2 separate regions of the Zea mays genome follow, and region 1 is linked to region 2. Evidence: chromatin contacts called from public Hi-C data. All regions are on one chromosome and are shown on one strand. The core of a region is the stretch at or near the end of the contact, and the rest is flanking DNA. Distances in the headings are between cores, read along the strand shown. Region 1 holds the start of LOC606409 (protein disulfide isomerase). Region 2 holds the start of LOC100382485.

What was found. A called contact is a pair of places that touch in the nucleus more often than the background predicts.
Region 1: a contact with region 2 is called in a Hi-C map of leaf, with 3 times the contacts expected there. The contact joins the promoter of LOC606409 here to the promoter of LOC100382485 in region 2. A contact is called at or near these places in 2 of 25 Hi-C or Micro-C datasets (ear and leaf).

Annotation. Positions count from the first base shown.
Region 1 is chr4:16,195,719-16,201,654 of Zm-B73-REFERENCE-NAM-5.0, reverse strand. LOC606409 (protein disulfide isomerase) reads left to right here and starts at 2,974. Exons shown (of 10, transcript NM_001112284.2): 1 at 2,974-3,212; 2 at 3,808-3,838; 3 at 3,943-4,230; 4 at 4,337-4,525; 5 at 4,665-4,790. The coding sequence starts at 3,028.
Region 2 is chr4:16,059,207-16,065,435 of Zm-B73-REFERENCE-NAM-5.0, reverse strand. LOC100382485 reads right to left here and starts at 1,365. Exons shown (of 1, transcript NM_001175224.1): 1 at 680-1,365. The coding sequence starts at 1,291. The coding sequence ends at 836.

The DNA.
Region 1 (5,936 bases), core at 1,725-4,224, 130 kb before region 2:
AGTGCCCTTAGGCTTGCCCATGTGGTGGGGTCGGGTGCCGCTCTCCGTGTGACCTGGAGGTGTCGTACGGGTGTAGCGTCTTCACACTATAGAAGAGGATACCCCTGTTTTAAGGTACCGACACATTCCTATTAAATTTCTGGGTTCTAAGAGAGTCCTAAAAGTGTAAATGGCATACGAATCTACTAAAAAAGAATAAGAAAAATACGGCAATCACGTTAATACCATTGTCCAGTGAGTGTAAATGCATTTTGGAATCCACAGTCGAATTGAGCAATACCTAATCTGGAGAGCCAAATGCAAAGAATGAGCAAAGCCTGCTAGTACTTTGTTTGTGCATGGCTGGCCTTTTTTCTCTCTCTCTGGTGGTAGAGCAAACGAGAGGGAGAGGCTGGTGTCGTCATTTACAGAACAACAACAAAAAGAAACCGCCTAGCTACTTTATTACCGTTAGTAAGCGAACAAAAATGTACAGCGTCAACCTTTGGTGCGTTGCTAATCTGACAACAAAAAATCATGGGACACTTTTCTTTACAGCACAATATGTAGCAAATACTAGTACATAGTTTTGTCCGGATTTGAGCGCGCACTTTACGAGAATCTCGACTCGCCCTTGATGCGCTTCCATTTCGGCCACCGAATAGAAGTTGAGAATCTATCGGATCTCACCTCCCATATTGAAATGTTACTATGCTCCCAGTCCCCGTGACTTCCCTGCTCGCTTCTCTGTGTTTCTGCGCGTAAAGAATTTCGGTAATCCAAGAACAGAAGAACACTTTATTCGGACTATTTAGTTTCTGCTCGATGAGATTTGATGTTGATTGGCGACTATATGTCTATATATACTATGTATAATAATGGTTAACACGATATTGATGGATCGTCTATTAGGACATGTACAACCCTATTTAATTTTGTCCGGATCGCTCTCAATCCATATGGATTTGGTGGTTTAAATTCAAAGAAAGTCAAATTTCTTAATTTTTTCCAATTTCATCTAATCCATGTGTAATGGAAATAACTGAACAAGATCTTAATATATGATTTTTGGTTGGTTTTAGAGGTTAACCGAAAAAATATAAGAGACTAGCTTCAACTAGAAAAATAGAAGAGCATGTATCTACATGACTCTATAATTTCTGAATTATATTTATGATCTGGAGGCTCAAAGTTATATTATATAGTTTTTTAGCTGCTTTTTATACTTAAAAAATCGATCAAGAGCTCAGAGTTGTACCTACCTCGCTGTCTATGCATGATTAGCTGTCACACACAAGCTGCATCAGCCATCAGGATCAGGTCTCGTGATTCACGAGTTGTGAATCGTGATCGATCCGTATATGCTCGCACGTGAACAGTCAACGACAATATACCTTCTTGTAAAAAAAAAAACAACCCGATAATGTACTATGGGTCTGTTTGGTTGGGCTGTGGCTGTGAAAAAAGTTGCTGTGGGCTGTGAGCTGTGGAAAAAACTGCTGTAGGCTGTGAGTTGTTAAAAAGCTAAAAACTGTTTGATGGAAACCACTAAAAGTCGTTAAAAGTTCTTCGATATATGTTTTCACAGTTTCATCCAAAAGCCACTAAAAGCAGGTCCAGGGGTGCTTTCAGTTTTGCACTGCGAGAAAGTCAGCTTTTAGAAAAAGCTGCTTCCTAAATCCAACCCTTTGGTTGGCTTTTGGCTTTTAGGGGGCAAAAGCCAAAGCCAAAAGCTAAACCAAACACACCCTATATCCACCTTGAAAAGTTAACCATTCAAGGAACCGCATCTTTGTATAAAACACCGTATTTAATTTGACCCTATACTACATATGATGTTGATGTTCACCACGATACTCTCACTGAACTGGTCTATATCTACAAATTACAATCGAGTGGGTAGTATACGGATATATACTTCGCGAATCCATAACTACGAAACAAAACCCAACTCATATTTGTAACCATAAACGTTCGTAGGTATGGATCTGTATTCATACCCGTACCCGCCGGGTATGCACTATCCGGCAGATACCAGTTACCTCCGTCCACTACAACTTTAGCATTCAACACCAAACAACAATTTATCACATTCCAAAAATTATCATTCTAACAGTATGAAATGATAATTTCAACACCAAACAACACGCCATGAATAAAAATTGAAAAATGATAATTTAGGATAATATATTAAATCTGGATGGTCCACATGTTAGATATCCATCAGATAATAGGTGTGGATACTGGATATCCATACCCGTGAAAAAATATCCGCGGATACCTTATTATATCCATAACCGTACCCGTAGATAAAAAATTCCACCATACCCAATCCAATGGATAATGATCCATGATTATTTAATCATACCCGTACACATTGCCATCTCTGTCCTACCGCATCAAATATTTGAATATCAATTGCAAATATTCAATATAGATTTAATTATATTTAATAAATTTGTCTCGTTTGTTTGTACAATTAGTTTTATAAGTACATACTATTATATATATATTATTTAAACATTCATACGAAGTAAACCAAACACCCCCCGCCCCCACGTCGCGCGGCTAATCAGAGGCCGTGGGCATGTCACATCCGTGACGTGGAGTCCCGCGATTGGCCCAGGCCCCGCCCATGTACGTGGCCGCCCGCCACCGTGTACCCGGCGGCGCGTTTAGGAGTTAGGACCGACCGCCCACTGTTTAGCCCCCTTAACTTTTATCAATTACATCCTAAAAAAACAGGCAACGCGGTCTTTTCCTACCCACCGTCTTTAGCGCCTCTTAATGACGCGATTATTCAAGCTATTCGCGATAACCACAGGGACCCAACTGCAAACGTGGCCTGCAAATATCTCGTGACCTGCGCGGGCGGAGGGGACCCGCAGCCCAGGCCCTGGTGGACCCGGGGCGCCAGTCCCAGTCCAGTCCCTCACTGTGGACTCCTCGCGTGCCCCGCCGCCCTTAAATCCCCCGGCAGCAGCGTGCTGCCTCGTGTCTCACCCCTCCGGACGAAATCTGACCCGGGCCACACTCCGCTGCTCCGCCATGGCGATCCGCTCCAAGGCCTGGATCTCGCTGTTGCTCGCGCTGGCCGTCGCGCTCTCCGCCCGGGCGGAGGAGGAGCCCGCCGCCGCCGCGGAGGGCGAGGCCGTGCTCACCCTCGACGTCGACAGCTTCGACGAGGCCGTCGCCAAGCACCCCTTCATGGTCGTCGAGTTCTACGCCCCCTGGTGAGCCCCCAGCTTGACCGATTCTTCTAGCAGTACGGGTAGATCTCGGATCGGGGATTAGGCTGTGGGTATGGAGTGATGCGTGGGCGTTCTTTTCAGATGCTGGACTTGTGCTCGGGTTGTTTTTTTTTCATGTTGTTACGCGGCGTCTGGTGTCTAATTCGCACTGATTTGGTCGCTGTTCTTCGCGTGGATTTGTTTTTGTTTACTGTTCTCTCACGCGCGCGGCAGCTCGAAGTTCCAGGCCAAGACTTTAGACGAGTAGTGCTAGCTGTTGTTTTCGTCGATTCCTTGTTTGGTCTGGTTACTCGATGGCTCAAGGGTGATGAATCGTGGGTTTTGTTCGTTTTCTGCGGTTGGTGTGCTTGATTTGACGTCTGTGCGGTGCCTTTTTTTTGTCATGTTTAAGAATCATGTCCGCACTTAACTGTACTCATGTGCTGTTGCTTCTGTGTGACTACTTTTAGGACACACTTACAAGTTTGAACTTCACTGTTGTCTTACACTCTTACTTCTGTGTGATTACTGTTGCTATCGGTAAATCATCTCTATTAGTTAAATTGTTATAGCTAATGTTGTCAAATCGAACCTGCAGGTGTGGGCACTGCAAGAAACTTGCTCCAGAGGTAATGGATCTCCTACTCTGTAATCACTACCTTTACTTACACATGGGTTGTGTTCTGATTGGTTTAATCCCATAAGCTAAACTGTGTTTTCTTTGATGTTTCAGTATGAGAATGCGGCCAAGGCACTTAGCAAGCATGACCCACCGATTGTTCTCGCTAAGGTTGATGCTAACGAGGAGAAGAACAGGCCGCTTGCTACCAAGTACGAGATCCAAGGGTTCCCAACCATCAAGATATTCAGGGACCAGGGGAAGAACATTCAGGAATACAAGGGCCCTAGGGAGGCTGATGGCATTGTGGATTACTTGAAGAAGCAGGTTGGCCCTGCGTCCAAGGAGATCAAGTCACCAGAAGATGCGACGGCCCTTATCGATGACAAGAAGATCTACATTGTAAGCTTCCAATTCAAAGTTTTCACCTGTTTTTATTCAGTAATCACTTAATCTGTATTATGATGATCAGGCCAACTGATTGTACATAATAATTGCAATTTTACAGGTTGGTATCTTCGCTGAATTCAGCGGCACCGAATTTACAAACTTCATGGAGGTCGCAGAGAAGCTGAGGTCTGACTACGACTTTGGCCACACTTTGCATGCCAACCACCTCCCACGTGGTGATGCAGCAGTGGAACGGCCATTGGTCAGGCTGCTGAAGCCATTTGATGAGCTTGTTGTTGACAGCAAGGTTTTACTCACATTCTTTGTTACATTTTGGCTGTAGTTATTGGAGCGCCCATTTATTTCATACTTGTAATTATGCTTACCATCTATGCAAATATCATGTGAGTTTGTCACTAGTGACACAATGCTGTTACATTGTGCAGGATTTTGATGTCGCTGCACTGATGAAGTTTATTGATGCTAGCACCATCCCTAGAGTTGTCACTTTTGACAAGAACCCTGACAACCACCCATACCTCATGAAATTCTTCCAAAGCTCAGCCCCCAAGGTAAACAACATGTCATTTTTTAATAACTTGGCCATTTGTTGGTTAACATGGCCATTTTTATAACTTCAGTTACTACTGGATATCAACTCATTTGATCACAAGCTACCATGCCTGCATCCAACTTGCTTTAGTGTGCCATAATGCTTCGTTTGGATGTTGATGTTGGAGGGCATGTAATTGAATTGGATTCAATACCAAATCAGCCATGGTGTTGAATGGAATGCAAATCCAATTCTATTGTTTGTATGTCTGTGTCATTGTATTGGAGTTTGGAATCTTAGGAAGGGACTCATTTCAATTTTCTGTATTTGTCCTCTTCTTCCACCTTGGCTGATAAGTGACCACTACTCGGGCAACCCCTCACTGCTATTGCCGCACATAGGAGAGTAGTGTTGCCCCTCTTGGATCCACGCGCCCCTCCCGGATCCGTAGCACCGGAGGGGGGGGGGAGGCTGGTGTCCGCTGGCAGAGGGGTGCTAGGCTCACCACGGAGGGGCCCTCATGTGGAGGGAGGCGGGGGAGCAGCCGTGTGGCACGCCGGCGGAGGAAGGGGGAGAAGACACACAACTCGCCGGCGGAGGAGAGGGAAGGGCGGTGCTGACAGAGAGGCGAGGGGACAGGATGAGGATGAATGCACGATTACATAGCGGTGCTTACAGAGAGGCGAGGAGACGGGATGAGGACGAATGCATGATTCCAGTGAATATCGCTCGGTATGGAGGGCATGTGGTCGATTGCCTGATGAATACCGGTTGGCATTGGAGTCCATTTCTAGTTCCGTATTCTAGGACATTCAAACAGCTGGCATACAGGGGTTTCAATGCCCATTCCTAATTCCAAGGCTCAATGCATACATCCGAACGCAGCATAACTGTATTGAATGCAATGCTTGACAATTTGGAGTCTTGAGTCTCTTAATTATGAAGTAGTATATTTCTAGTGCCATCGTTGACCTTTTTGGTTTTGCATAACAACTTGTTCTAGCCATATTTTAATGAAGCTATAATTCTTGTGGGTTGGAAAAGGATGTTTACAGCAGTGTTTCAAAGGCGTCACCTAGGTGTGTCCAGGCGTACCCAGCTCGTCTTGGGAAACAGTGGCGTCTTGGGAAACAGCATTGCACTTGCGAAATGGTTTTAAAATATT
Region 2 (6,229 bases), core at 116-2,615:
TATGGTACTCTCTACTCTGATCGCGGCTTCCTGTTGGTTGCGATGTGTCAGTGACACTGTTCGTTGATCATGGTGTGGTTAGGCGAGCCGGATTAAGATTAGTGATAGATGAGGTAGATCACTAATAATAATAATGCTGAGAGAGAGAGAGAGATGGTACTCTGATCGCGGCCTCTTGTCGGCTGCAATTTTTTTCAGCGTGCTGTTCTGTTCATGAGGCTGGGGGACTTGGATTGGCATCCCATTTTGCGCCACGGAGATGGTGTTGGTGCAACCACCAGAAAAGCTTTGGCCTCATTCTGCAGTTAATGGCCCCTTCATTTCGGTAGGTTCTTGATGGCAAAGGCACATATCTCGTTGCCAGCTGATTGGCATTGCACTCAAGGAATCGTACGGACAGAGCCATTTCGCCACGGCTGAGTTGAGCTCAGGATGGTATCCAGTGTATGTGGCATCCAATTCCTGGCAGTAACTGGAGTTGACCAGTATACATATCAAGTTCCAACAGTTCAAACTGACAAACGTTTCAGACTTCTTCCATGCAGAATTTGGTTCTGCATGCTCTTGTTGATGAACAATGCTGCTGCACTTGGATCATCAAAAGAACAACAAACAATGTATCGGTTTCAGACACAGGTAGTTAGGATAGTGTTATCGATAGCAAGAAAAACGCAACTTTGAAGAGGGACATCAAGTAAACTCTGACAGAGAAACATCAAGTGAACTTAAAACTTGTATAGAGCATTGTACGATCACACACACACACACACTACTATGTTTTGTGTCACTCATCTCATCCGCCACTGATTTCTTGGAACGATCAGATCAGATGAGATCAGATGGGCGCAGTCCTCGGGTTCCTGGACTTGTTGACGAGGAACAGCTTCTTGAGGAGCCTGAGCATCAGCATGAGGCTCCACTTCCGGCGCCGGACCACCCTGCCGTCCTGTGGGTGGTGGGGATGTTTGCCCTTGCAGTGCTTCTCCAGATCGACGACGACCATCTTGTCGTCGTCGTCGAGGTCGAGCCAGCTCATCGCCAACCGTTCCTTGTTGATCACAGGGCTCAGCGGGCACAGCGGCGGCACGCTGGCGAGCTCCTCGTTGAAGTCCTCCCACAGCATGTCCATCTTCTCCTCCTCCTCCTCCTCCTCTTCTTCCTCCTCCCCAGCAACGGTGGCGAGGAACCACCGCGAGGGGGAGCCGCCGAGGCCGAGCTGGTGCGGGGGGAACGCTGATGGAACGAGCTGGCCTCCTGCGTGAAGAGTGGGGAAAGTGAAGTCATCATCCATGCCTGATGCGAGCCTGCAAATGTTTCAGGTGTAGGAGCATGTGTGTGTGTGTGTGTGTGGTGTTGATGTATGTCTCTACTACCGCTACTCCTTTAGCCCCTTAGTATCTCTCTATATATGTGTGTAATTCTACATATGTGGAACACTTGGTCTGTACTGCTGCCATGGATGGTGCAACATCCTCATCTACCTACCTGGAATTGGCTTGTCCGTTGAATTGAAGACGTAGCTTCAGTCATGGAGTTCCAACTTTGAAGACATGGATGACAGAGCAATCACTGTTCTTGGATTAATGCACACTGTTGATCAGCGAAATGACAGGCACTCATGCTGCAAATGATTCACTTGTTCTGCAGGATTTATATGTGCACCCACAAGTTCAGGGGCATGCAGGAGGCTCTTGGGTCTGGCCAACCTAACAGAAGCTGTGAATAAAGGATGCTGCTGGTTGGACCAAACTGCCAGTACATTTTGAGGAAAAGGGTGACTGCTGTCCAATATGGATGGGGATGGGGTGATTGGAAAGCAAAGGGTGGCTGCCTGGAATCCATGAACATGTAGATCAGCAGTGTTTGAGTGGTTCTGGTCTTTTGGAGGGAGAGCAACAGCCCACATGGAATTGCATTCTGATGGCTTTCTGCTGAAGATGCGGTGTTGCTTGGGAGTTGGGAACAAGGGATCTGATCTGCCTGCTGCTCCCTGTCTGGTGTCTGTGTTCCCAAATAGAATGTGTGTTTGGACTATATTTTTTTACTAGATTTATAGAAAATATTGTGAATATTTATATGTCTGATTTCTGAATAAGTTTATCATAAAAATACATTTCATAATTCATCTCAAGATAGTTATTAAGCATTTAATACTTTATTTTATATATTTAATCAAATGTTGAGATCCATTTACTCTTTGAAAAACTAGAATCTTCGTTGCGCATAGAGAGTCATTGTATACTCACTCAGTCCTAATTTATATAATTTGTTTGACTTTCTGAACCAAATTTACTCGGCTCATCTTATTTATTTCTGTTGGAATACGAACCCATGCCCCTAACCAGGGATGGGGAGTAGTATTAATAGACTTAGTAACTGGGCCAGACCCATTACAGTGAGGGGTGAGACGGTAATTACACGGGAAATTCTAGAATCCTAGACGGGTAGTCTAACACCCCCCGCAGTCACAACTCTATCCTGTACAGATGTTGAGACTGGATCGAAAGTCTAAGAATACACTCGATGGTAGTCCCTTGGTGAAGATGTCGGCGAACTGCAGCGTGATGGGGACGCTGAGAACCCGAACGTCACCGGCAGCGACACGCTCGCGGACGAAGTGTAGGTCGATCTCTACGTGCTTCGTGCGCTGATGCTGCACGGGGTTGGTGGAGAGGTAGACCGCACTGACGTTGTCGCAGTAGACGAGAGTGGCGCGCTGAAGAGGACTGTGGAGCTCGTGGAGGAGCTGGCGCAGCCAGGAGGCCTCTGCCACACCGTTGGCCACGGCACGGTACTCGGCCTCAGCGCTGGAGCGAGAGACGACGGGCTGCCTCTTGACGGCCCAAGAGACGAGGTTGGCGCCCAGGAACACGGCGTAGCCGGAGGTGGACCGGCGCGTGTCGGGACAGTCAGCCCAGTCAGCGTCGGTGTAGACCACGAGCTCCGACGTCGGGGATGGGCGGAGTAGGAGGCCGTAGTCGAGGGAGCCGCGGAGGTAGCGCAGAATCCGCTTGAGCGCAGTGAGATGGGGCTCCCGCGGAGTGTGCATATGCAGGCACACCTGCTGGACGGCGTAAGCGATGTCGGGCCTGGAGAACGTGAGGTACTGGAGCGCGCCGGTGAGGCTCTGGTATGACGTCGCGTCGGCGACCGGAGGTCCGTCGTCCTCAGAGAGCTTCGCCTGAGTGTCGACAGGCGTGGAGCAGGGCTTGCAGTCAGACATGCCAGCCCGCTCCAGGATGTCGATGGCGTACTGGCGCTGGTGGAGGAAGAGACCCTGAGGCCGACATTCGGCGGTGATGCCGAGGAAGTGGTGTAGGGGCCCCAGGTCCTTCATCGCGAACTCCCACTGAAGGGCGACGATCGTGCGGTGTAGAAGGTCGTCGGTGGATGCCGTGAGCACAATGTCGTCGACGTAGAGCAGGAGGTAGACGGTGTCGTCGCCGCGCCGATAGATGAACAGGGACGTGTCCGACTTGGCCTCGACGAAGCCGATGGAGGCCAGGTTGGAGGCGAAGCGACTGTACCAAGCCCGTGGCGCCTGCTTGAGGCCGTACAGGGACCTATTCAGCCGGCAAACCAGATCCGGACGGTCAGCGTCGACGAAGCCGGTGGGCTGGCTGCAGTAGACAGTCTCCGTCAGAGTGTCATGGAGGAAGGCATTCTTGACATCGAGCTGATGGATCGCCCAGTCGCGGGAGAGGGCGAGGGAGAGGACGGTGCGAACAGTGGCGAACTTGACGACAGGGCTGAAGGTCTCGTCGTTGTCCACTCTAGGACGCTGGGTGAAGCCCCGAAGGACCCAACGGGCCTTGTAGCGGTCGAGGGAGCCGTCCGAGGTCAGCTTGTGGCGAAATAGCCACTTGCCGGTGACCACGTTGGTGCCTGGTGGACGCGGCACCAGGTCCCAGGTGTGGTTGGCCAAGAGGGCCGCGTACTCCTCCTCCATAGCACGACGCCAATGTGGGTCGGCGAGGGCAGTGCGAACGGAGGAGGGCACCGGGGAAGCGTCGGGTGGAGTGCTAGACGTAGCAGCTGCCAGGATTAGCCGGTCGATGGGGCGGAGAACGCCAGCAGCGCGCCGAGTCACCATCGGGTGGACGTGCCCGGGGTCGCGGTGGATGGCGACCGGGTGGTAAACGGACGACTCGGAGCGAACCGCCGGAACGTCGAGAGCGGCTGGTGGGGCCGGCTCGCGGCAGTGATAGACGACGGCGGGGTCGGCGAACCGGGTCGCGCTCGTCGACGGGACCGAGTAGGGGGGCGCCGAGGTAGTGGTGTGGCCGCGGCGATGGTAGACGAGTGCGGGGTTGGCGAAGCGAGCCGGAGTCGACGGGTCCGCGCGTGGCGCAGGCGGGGTCGACGGGGCCGCGCGTGGCGCGGAAGAGGTCGTAGTGGCCGCACGAGGAGCAGGTAACGGCGCAAGACGGGGAGCCGGAGGTGGGGGAGGAATCAGATCGGACTCGAGGAGGGAGTCAAGATCGGTGGGTGGGGTGGAGCCAGCAAGGGGAAACACATCTTCGTCGAAGATGATGTGACGAGAGATGATGATGCGGTGGGAGGTGAGGTCCAGACACCGGTACCCCTTGTGGTCAGGGGAGTAGCCAAGGAATAGACAACGGGTGGAGCGAGGAGAAAGCTTATGTGGAGCGGTAGCGGAAGTGTTAGGGTAGCAGGCACAACCGAACACGCGAAGGTGGTCATAGGAAGGGGTTGTGTCGTATAGGGCGAAGTGAGGGGTAGGGTGGCGCACCGCCTTCGAGGGAAGACGGTTGAGGAGGTGGGTGGCAGTGTGCAGGGCCTCTGCCCAGTAGCTGGCAGGGAGATACGCCTGGAAGAGGAGGCAACAGAGCATATTAGTGGTGGTGCGGATCATGCGTTCGGCTCGGCCGTTCTGTGCAGAGGTGTAGGGGCACGAGAGACGCAACTGGACGCCATGAGTGAGGAAGAAAGAGTGAGAGGCGTTGTTATCGAACTCGCGGCCATTATCACACTGCAGAGCACGGACCGGGCGACGAAACTGAGTGGATACCCAGGTGAAGAAGTGTGTGAGGGTGGTGAATGTGTCCGACTTCAACCGAAGCGGGAAGGTCCAGAGAAAATGGGAAAAATCATCCAAAATCACCAAATAGTATTTATAACCAGAAAGACTGAGTACAGGGGAGGTCCAAAGATCACAGTGAACCAGGTCAAAAGCCTGCTCAGCCCGAGAAGAAGAAGTAGTAAATGGGAGACGAGTATGTCGGCCTAACTGACAAGCATGACAGAGACCCTCAAAATGTCCCCTACTACATGAAGGATCTAGACTACTGGTAATCTTGGTCACGACGTCGGGTCCAGGATGGCCGAGACGACGATGTCATGTGGTGGAGGAGGTAGTGGAGACCAGGACAAGGGGGTGGAGACACGCGGGCGGTGGAGGGCTGGAGCGTGTAGAGCGGCCCCGAGCTGTCACAGCGGGGGAGAAGGGTCCTGGTGGCCAGATCCTTCACAGAAAAACCAGAGGGGTCAAACTCAATGGAACAGGAGTTGTCAGTGGTGAATCGATGAACAGAAAGAAGATTGTGAGTGATGTGGGGAGCTACGAGAACATCGTTGAGGTAAAACGGCCCAGGGAGAACCGAGGCACCTACTGAGGTGACTGGCAGAGTGGAACCGTTTCCAACGACGATCGAGGATGGGTGAGAGGGGAGGGGGGATGAGAGGGAGAGAGCGTGCCTGTCGTGGGAGTGGTGTGGTACGAGGCACCGGAGTCGATCACCCAGTCGGAGGGGGTGGGGTCATCGCCATGGTGCTGAAGGCAGCAGCGAGGGAGGCGTTGTCCCAACCACCGGCCGGCGGAGACCAAGGCGTCGAGGTGTGGGTCCCCGGGGGCAGGAGCGCGGGCGGAGCTTGGGGCACGACGGGTACACCGTAAGGAGGCGTGCCGTAGTGAGGTGCAGTCAGGAGGGCCAGCGCCGGAGGACGGGAGGCACTCGGTGCCTGGCCCGGCCACATGGCGATGGTCTCGGTCCAGGGGTTGTAGAATGACGGCCACGCGTGGCCGCCACCCCGGCCGGAGGGACCACCACGAGAGGAGCCGCCACCCCCACGGCCGCCCTTGCGGGAGCGACGACCCCCGTCGGTCGTGGAAGTCGGACGAGGGGCCGCCGGGACGGCGGGTGGAGGGCGGGTAGGAGCCCCGGTCGACGGAGGACGGGTGGCCTGGCCCCCTAAAGTCGGCAGACCA